Regions from separate parts of the Cricetulus griseus genome. Here region 2 is linked to region 1. The links are chromatin contacts, called in public Hi-C maps. All regions are on one chromosome and are shown on one strand. The core of a region is the stretch at or near the end of the contact, and the rest is flanking DNA. Distances in the headings are between cores, read along the strand shown.

Region 1 (4,687 bases), core at 1,258-3,757:
AAATGCTGGGGTTGACAGGTATACACTACCATGCCTGGCTCACATACAGTCATGCCTGGTTTATATACAGTCACGCCTAGCTTTTTATGTAGGTGCTGGGGATTCAAACTCAGACCCTCATGTTTGCTGAACAAATGTTGTAAAACAGTAAACCATTTCCTTAGTCCTTGAAAACAAAAAGTCAAAACAATGTATTAGCAGTAAAATGAGCATTAAAGGAAATACTGAGCTATGATTAAAATGAAGAAACAACTGAACTCTCCAGCATTACTGGTGGGGATATACAATGATATCATTACTTTTTATTTGCTTGTTTTTGTTTTTCCAGAGAGGGTTTCTGTGTATCCCTGGCTGTTCTGGAACTCACTCTGTAGACCACGAGGGCCTCGAACCCTGCCGCCAGAGTGCTGGGATTAAAGGTGTGTGCCACCCGGGTCACTTGGTTTCTTATAAAGTGAAACATACATCTACTGGTCCTATCATTCTCCTTGTAGACCTTTTAAAAAGACAACTGAAAGCATTATATCTATACAGAGCCTTATCTACATGGATGTTAATAATTAATTTGTGACAACCTTGAACTGGGAATAATCCAATGATGTGTGAACAGGTGAATGCATAAACAAACTACATCATATTCCACACATTCGAACATTAGCATAGGGTTAAAATTTTGGTACACAGGAGGGTGAATTTACAAATAATTATCCTAACTGAAGAACCCAGAATTAAATAATATTAAGAGTTGCTATATGTTTTCACTTATAAACATGTAGAAAACGCAGAACAAGATGGGCATTGGTGGCGAAGGCCTTTAATCCCTTTAATCCCAGGCAGAGACAGGCAGATCTCTGTGAGTTCGAGGACAGCCCAGTCTACAGAGTGAGTTCCAGGACAGCCTCTAAAACAATACACAGAAACCCTGTCTTGAAAAACCAAAAAAAAAAAAAAAAAAAAAAAAAAAAAAAAAAAAAAAAAAAAAAAAAAAAGAAAAGAAAAAAAAGGAAATGCAGAACAGTCAATCCATCATGACAGAAATAAAATCAGCGGTTGTCTGGCTGATTTGCAGAGGCAGCATATTTAATTGCTCAATGGGGAAAAAAAAAAGACCAAGGTAGTATACAGAAAAGGGCTAGGTAGGATCTGGAGAGATGGCTCAGAGGTTAAGAGTAATTGCTCCTCTTACAAGACCCAGGTTCAAATCCCATCTCTCATATGGTGGCTAAACAACCATCATTAACTCTTTCCAGAAAACGTCCTCTTCTAACCTCTATGGCATGTAGAGTGCATACATAAATGAAGGCAGCATGCATAAAATTAAAAAAAATAAGAAGCTAAGGAAAACAATTTTATATAAACATTTAACAAAATTAGTAGGTGTGAGAAATGAATGAAACACGGTGTTGAATGGGTCTTCAAGTGTCCCAGCAATGACACTATTACTGTCTCTTTCATGTAAGACCACTGAGACAAGGTGACAATAAATGACTTGTCCCTCAGCTACCTCAGTCAGAGCTGTGGTTCTAGCCCAACTCCTTTCTTCTTCCAAACATCTGAGACTCTATACTGGAGCAATAGAGAAAATTAGAAGACATTGTGAAAGCCGCTATGTAACATGCTGTCAAAAAACAAAAGCAAACAAAAAAATGGAACAATTCTTTTTTGCTTGTTTTGTTTTTCGAGACAGGATTTCTTGAACTCACTTTGTACACCAGGCTGGCCTCGAACTTAGGGATATGCCTGTCACACCCTCAGGAGTGCCAAGATTAAAGGCGTGCGACCACTGCCGGCTAAAACAGAGCACTGTTAACTCCCTAAACAACACGCTCCACTTCTTGAAAACATCTTTAGAGATACGATTCTGAGATCAACCTGCACAGGGTTTGGGGGCTCAGACTCCTTAGAAAGGAAACGGGAACTGCTAATTAGAAAAGATCGGTGTGTCTGGATCCTTGGCCCTTGCAAGGATGGCGACAATAAGGGCGAGTGCCCCAGCCACAGCACCACTGGAAAAGGTAAACTCTGATGACAGCCGAGCACTGATCACGCTGACGCAAAGCTTTTCCCAAAGCTCCCCAAACAACTCTGGCAGATCTTGGAGGACTCGGTCCAGGCAACTACCAAGCCCTGGGAACGTAGGACACCCCAGGCTCGGCCCCAGAGCCACCCGCCCGGGACGCGCAGTGACCCGCAGCCGCTCGTCGCTCTCACCTCTCCAGTTCTTGTACTTGGGGATGTAGTAGTATTTATTCCCCAGATGGTCCGTGCCCACGTGCTCCCTCACCTCCTTCGACAGAACGCTCCACACGGAGCGCAGCACACTCCACCACCAGCCCATGCCGTGGCGCAGCTCAAGGTCTCTAGACTGGCGCCGGCCGGGAGGCCCCGCCCACACGAGGGCCCGCCCACCGCGCAGGCTCGCGTTCTCGCACCTCCCAGTAACGCCGCTCTCCGTTGGTCACGTCATATCACGGATTGGCCAATGAAAGACTCTGTTGTTACAGCCCGGTCCAAGTTGTGTCATGGCGGCACCCAGGCCTCCAGCTGGTGTGTGGGACCGAGATGTTGAGTTTTTTGTCCGCTCGACAATCGGGTTTGGAAGACCCTCTTCGCTTGCGGAGAGCGCAGTCCACACGGAGGTAAGGCTCGCCTTGTCTTTCCCCGTAACGTGCCAAGTGAGACTCTGGTGCTGGGAGTCCGGGTGACTGGACCATTGGTCGAAGATGAAGTCGGCAGGTGACAGGAAGACACGCGAGTGCGCGTAGAGCAAAATATGAAGGTTAAACCCAGACCACGGTTATTGTAGCTTGCGGTCTGCTTGAAGAATGAAGTTGAAAGTAGAAGTGAGTCGAGTTAGGTAACTGTCGCTCCAAGAGCGAATGGGCATTCAGGGAGTGAGGTTGTCTTCATTTTTACGTTTTGGTGTTCTATAGTTAGAATAATACGTTCCAAAAATTACATAAATTTTTTTTTGTTTTGGTTTGGTTTTTCGAGACAGGGTTACTATGTAGCTTGGAGGCTGTCCTGGAACTCGCTCTGTAGAATAGCTGGCCTCGAACTCAGAGATCCTGCCTCTGCCTCCGGAGTGCTGGGATTAACTAAATGAGTTAACATTCAACCATTTTTTAGAACCACATTTTGATTAGTTCTAAACATGATCAGGGTTGTTTGTGTCAGCTGCTGATCAATTCGTGCAGAAATGATTAAGTTTTTTTAAGGCACTTCTGCATTCTTGGAGACATACACAGAAGTTTTTCACTCCGGGACAGCAAGAATGAATGAATGAATGAATGAATGTATGTATGTATGTATGTATGTATGTATGTATCCATCTTTCTGGTAATGTGACTGGTTCTCCAAGTAGTTCTGAGTTTCTTCCTTATGTTCAGCAAAGGTAACACTGGGAAATGAATGAACTGCTTGCTTCACTTTTAATTTCATCTAAAAACTTTTAAAAAGCAACATTGCTCTTTTTATCCTTGTAGTTAATGGTTAATCTTATAATAATTTAAGTAAGTAAGCCACAGAGGATCTGAAAAATTGGGATTTTAAGTCTAGATTTCCAAATGTCCTTGGTCCAAGGAAGCCCAAAGGTCTTTGTCAACATTCTATGACCCAAATTTTTGTTTCACTAGAAAAAATAAGAGTTCAAAACAAATAAGAGGTTCCCCCAGATTAGTCTGCCTATAAATGGATTTCATTTCTCTGTGAAGTGTTATTCTCAAAGCATAATAAAAGCTGAAAACTTTTATTTCAGTGGCCCCAAACACTTTTCCCCACCAGTTGTCTTCTGTGCTTATAATAAAATGGTAGTGGCTATGCTGGGATTGAGACCACCGATGTGGCACAAGCCTTTACTGCTTTATGTTCAACCCTGGAGGAGCCAAGTCTTAGACTGTGGGCCAGTAACAGAAAGGTCCCTAAGCAGGGGAAGACAGTTCAAGGCCTTCTAAAGTATCACTGGACACTGAGAAGTGGTTCTGGGCAGATGTCCTACCTTGTGCACATAGTCCTTGTAGATGATGGTCTGAGTTGACAGCAACCATGTTAGCATTTGTAGCCATCCGGGAAGTTATGCGTCCTGGCGGTAAACTCATTGAGAAAATGGATTTGGATCAATTGGAACTGAATCCCAATTCAGCTTCAGTTTAGAAAGTTGACTGAACTGGGCATAGTGACTCACACCTTTAATTCAGGAGGCAGAAGAGGTGGATCTCTGTCTGAGGCCAGCCTGATCTACATAGAGTTCCAGGCCAGCCAGCATTACATAGTGAGACCCTGTTTAAACATGAAATCCAACAGAACAGCAACAAAGAAAGGCATACTCAGGTCAATGAAGGAGGTTCTGTGCCTCTCCCAATCAGATTTGTTCAGAGACTCACCCACCTGCCCACCCACTGTGTGCAGCACGTGCTGCAAGCAACCAAATCCTCATAATACTCCACCTCTTCCAGCAGAGGAAGAGCTTTGCTAAGTAGCAGCAGCACACAAGCCTGGCCCACCCCATCCTGGATTGCCTGTGGAAGGGATGGAGAAGATAAATGCACAACTGAATCTTGGAGTTCATACCTTATGGGAACATTTCATTGAAGTGTGCGAGTAAGACTGTTACCATTCTGCTATCAAGGGGCATGGCCTGTCTGGTGGTGGTTGGCACAATGGCAGTCCCCTTCTGTTGTGAGTTTGA
Region 2 (4,687 bases), core at 1,635-4,134, 150 kb after region 1:
GAGACAAGGAGGATTCTCTTGGAAGTATAGGCAGAGAGGAGTCATCATGTGATCCTAGGAAGTGACAAAGCTGGGCAGAAACTGCCATTAGCTAACTATAGAGGTCTGGAGGTCTATACAAACAGGCAGGAAGTGACATAGCTGGGCAGAGTCAGAATATAAGCAGGGACAAACAGGAAATCACTCTCTTCGATTTTCTGTGGAGACACTGAGCAGTCACGATGTATCAGGCAAAGGAATTGTAGGTTTGGCTTTCCCTGGTAAGACCACGTGGAAATACTTAGATTTATAGAAATGGCTTAATAATTAAGTCAGAGCTAGCCAATAAGAAACCCTAGTCACGGGCCAACAGTTTCATAATTAATATAGCATCTGTGTTCTTCTTTGGGTCAGAGAAGGGTGGCAGGACCTGCCTGGCCAGAAAACTCAAGTTACACTGGTCCTCTGGAAGAACAGGAAACACTCTTAACCACTAAGCCATCTTTCCAGCCCATGAAAGTGGACATTTTGATGGCTGAAATGCTAATAAAAGCCATGGAACAGACACCAAGGGGCATCCTGAAGAATGAAAGTCTCATGTAAGCAGTGAGTGACTTGTGCAGGAGCTGTACTGAATGTGATATCCTGGAACCCTCTGGGTGCCAAGGGAGAGCTGAACCATTTCCTGGTCAGAGTGATTGAGAAACACACTGTCAACACAGAGTATACTGGAGGCAAATGTCTTTCTGCTGCCTGGCTTGCAACTTCCTAATGCCAATGGCAAGTCAGTGAAACTGCAGGTTCTCCATGGAATGACACTCATTCCATGAAGATGTTTGCACACTGAGTCAGTTTCTATAGCATCTCAACGGCTTCACACTTGAGTGTGCCACAGAAGAGAATGCACAGCAAATTATTAAAATTGTTATATTCAGGATGTAGGAATGGATGCAATGATCTAATCTAGACATAATTGGGAGTTACACTTATAGAGGTGATAATGTGATTAAATATATATAATATATTCAGTAACCCCTGTTCAACCCAAATTATAATGGGGGGAGCTGAAAGTCAATTAAAGACATTGATTTGATTATTTTTAGTTATTCAACTGCATGATTTTCTTTTTAAAAAATTCAAGCCTGGTAAAGATTACTTGGGTTTATTAATGACAGGTTCCTGAAATGTCTTTGTATAAATATACATTAGATTTTTGACTGTTCAATTCAATTTTGAAGGTATTAGTAAAACCATCCAAACCAAGTTAGCAAATGAAATCAAACTCTACACAGGCTTTGGTAATAGAAAGCACAAATGGAGGTCTACCTTCTATTAATTATTAGACATGGGATTCAAAGCAAGCTTTCTGGCTTCTCTGAAGCTTAGCTTCCTTAACAATGAAATAGAGTTTCTCCTATTTACATATCTAGTCAAATGTGGACAGCAGTAATTTGAAAAAGCTCTGGAATGTCTCACATATATAAGGATTATGAGTCAAACATTGGCACAAGTGCTTATTCTCAGCTCTTGGGAGGAGGTCATCAAAGCCTGTCTGGAGGTCAGAGCATAGCCTGTGGGTGTCAGTCCCTTGCTTCCACCGTGTAGGCTCTCAGGGCCAAACTCAGGTCATTGGTCTTAATGCCAAGTGCCTAAACTAGCTGAGCCATCTCATCTCAGGCCGGCAAATAAATTCCTAACTGAGCATGTCCAGGCTGTACTTTGAAATCCTGCTTTTTTTTTTTTTTTTCAATGACTCACTGAGTTAATTAGGGTTGCTTACATGAGCATGGTTGTGGGTTATTTACTATAAGAAAATAGATGATATCTTTCAGCACCCATTAACTTCCAATAACCTCCTCACTAGTGGCCCTCCCTGGCCTGCTGGAATGTTGACAGGTTCCATCGTGTGCAGGTTTTGTACAGGTAATAAAACTTGCTGTGAGTTCCTGAGTGCAACATCCATATCATGTCCAGAAGACAGCATTTCACAGAACTCCTCCCAATCCCTCAGCTCCTACATTCTTTTTGCACCCTCTTCTATCATGTTCCCTGAAAGGGGTGTTCATATAAATATCCCATGCTCAGTGCTTCTTAATCTCAGCACTTTTCACCAGTTTCGAGCGTCTGAATTAACAACTGTGGATTGCAAAAAACAGTTTCCACGACCAAGGTGGTTGCTCAGCAGTCTCTAGTCCTGGTCTTCACTGAGGTGTCCAGACACAGATTCTGACCTGGAATCACTGAGTTAAAGGGATATCGTATACAGACTGGTGAAGTCATTTGTCTCTTTGAACAGCTGCAAGTCGGACCAACAATTCCTAAGGGCTGGAGGTGGGAAGGTGATCCAGTGCACACAAAACAGACTCATCAGCTCCATAAACAAAGGAATAAAAACAATTTCAGTCAGTTGCAAAATAGGAAAAAGTTCAAGGAGGGAAAAGATTATTGTACTTTATCAAAAGAACAGAACAAAAGACGACGAGGGCTATCGCTCTGATAGTCTCTACGACACCTCATGGCGGACTGCTTTTATCTGGCTTTTAAAAGTTCCTCCACTTGGACAGCTGTCAACTTGCTTCCTTTCACCACCCACGTCCTTCCTCTCTTAGCTAACCTCCAGATTCTCTGCCCTGGGTGCTGACAATGATTATCTACCAGGTTCCAGGTTGACTTGATTCACTAGGCTCTGCTGCTGAGCTGCTGTGCCGAGTGGGCACGCGTCGGGGAAAGTCGGGGTAGCCGGCGACACCCTGAGCGATCAGTCATGTCCGCGAGTGTCCGAGCGCCCGCTGGCGAGGAAGAAGCATCTTTTCCGCCCAGCTCCGGGAAGGCGAAACCCGGAGCAGATAAATTCAGGACGCGCACGGCCCCGCCCACTCAGGCAGTTCCTGTCACGTGCCCTCGCACTTTCCAATCAGCGTCCGGAACATCCAGGCTTGTGATTCAAACTGCGGCGCGGCGAGCTCCGAGTCGGCGCCGGCGTTGCCGGGCGACTGCTGTGGGTTTGGGAATGGAGCACCGTATCGTGGGTCCCGGGCCGTACCGGGCCACCAAGTTGGTGAGTGAGAGTGCGGGCCGGGCGGACCCCTTGCCGCCAGCACCGCCGTGACACGGACGGTGCGCATCCGCTGGGGTCTGCCGGTGCCGGTGGGCGAGCGTCTGCTGGGGTCGCGGCTCCTCACCCTGCTCCGCAGCCGGCAGAGGAGGCCTGGACCAGCCCCACCAGGTGGGATGAACTTCATCTGTGGGCGGTGACTATGTTATGGGCTTTCGGCCTTAACGGGAAGCGAACACCAGGCGATCGGGTTCCCCTTTGTCTTTCTAGAGTCTGGGATAAGATTGACCTTAGGTGGAGCCCTAGGACCACCCTACCCGTGTAGCACTTGGGGGTTGCGGTGATCCACACAAGGGCGTGTCTCCTTCCTGAGTGACACTGTTGACACTTGACGAGTGTTCTTTGTAACGGTGCACAGTACTCCGGTGGATTGCTCCTCTAAAGGTTCCTGCCCCCTGCGTTTCAGTTTTTGTCAGCACCCACCTTAGCTCTCTGATAGTTGGTCTCCAAGCCCTGCAGATACGCCAGGGTGAGGCCTTTTCTCATGGAAACACATTTTGATATTCAGAGACTTAGCTGATCTGGAGGAAGCTGATCTTGGAGGAAGTAATTTTACTGACCTCTGCCTCCAAGGATTTGCACAACGGAATAGACACAGGTGAGGCCTTTGAGTTTAGTCTGCGTGCCACTCTCAGGTGCATGTACCTTGCAATCAAATCTCAATGCTCTCTTTAAGAAATATTCTGGGAAAGGTGGGAACGAGGATCCAAACTCTCTTGTATTAGACTCATATTCTAGAGATGTAGTTTCCTTTATTTCTAGTGTTTTGTGGAGTCAAAACACCTTCTGGATGAGAAGTCTGATTTCGGTCTTCTTGTTCTTTAGGGTTTTTTTTTTTTTGTAGACTTATGGATCACTTGGAGAATAATAATAATAGATTGTGAATCTTCTTCACAGAAAAGATCACTTGTCACCTGTGAAGTTTCTCCTAAGACTTTAGGGAGTGCAGTATTGTTTCATTTGGCTGAAAAACATCACATTACTAAGATGCCTGTGAAGAGGATTGGAAGGAATCACTGTACAATCTACTGGACACCCAGAGTGATCCATTTATTTTAGTAAGCCTAAAATAATACATTTAGGTTTTCTTTAGAGCTAGTTCCTAAGAGGTATGAACAGTAATAACGGGGGAGGGGGGAAGATAGTCTTAGAAATGGTGTTTCCATAACTGATTCTACAGAAGTGGTTCCAGCATTTAAACTGCCTGAGGTCAGGAAGATAGAAGTTGTTCCTTTCAGTGACTTTCACAAACTCTTAGAGCAGCCCTGTCTTATCAGTGAGGGTGTTTCAAGAACCCCACAGCAGTGGTTTGAATAAGAATGGCCCTCATAGGCTCGTATATTTGGATACTTATTCACCAGGAATGGAACTGTTCAAAAAGATTGCAAGGACTTGGAAGTGTGGCCTTGTTGGAGGAAGTGGGCCACTGGGATTGGGCTTTGAGGTTTGAAAAGCCCATGCTAAGCCCAGAGTCTGTCTTTCAGTCTGTGGATCAGGATGTTACTCTTGGCTATTTCGCCAGCACCTGCCTGCCTGCTGCCATGCTCCCCCTCATAATGATGATGGACTAAACTCCTGAAATGATAAACAAGC

Evidence for each region. A called contact is a pair of places that touch in the nucleus more often than the background predicts.
Region 2: a contact with region 1 is called in a Hi-C map of the CHO-K1 cell line, with 2.4 times the contacts expected there. The contact joins the promoter of Depdc1b here to the promoter of Ercc8 in region 1. A contact is called at or near these places in 2 of 8 Hi-C or Micro-C datasets (the CHL-YN cell line and the CHO-K1 cell line).

Annotation. Positions count from the first base shown.
Region 1 is chr2:326,233,295-326,237,981 of CriGri-PICRH-1.0, forward strand. It overlaps Ercc8 (DNA excision repair protein ERCC-8), which reads left to right and starts at 2,508. Exons shown (of 11, transcript XM_027401507.1): 1 at 2,508-2,639. The coding sequence starts at 2,563. Ndufaf2 (NADH dehydrogenase [ubiquinone] 1 alpha subcomplex assembly factor 2) reads right to left here and starts at 2,395. Exons shown (of 4, transcript XM_027401512.2): 1 at 2,212-2,395. The coding sequence starts at 2,338.
Region 2 is chr2:326,384,906-326,389,592 of CriGri-PICRH-1.0, forward strand. Depdc1b (DEP domain-containing protein 1B) reads left to right here and starts at 2,885. Exons shown (of 11, transcript XM_027401501.2): 1 at 2,885-3,037. The coding sequence starts at 2,990.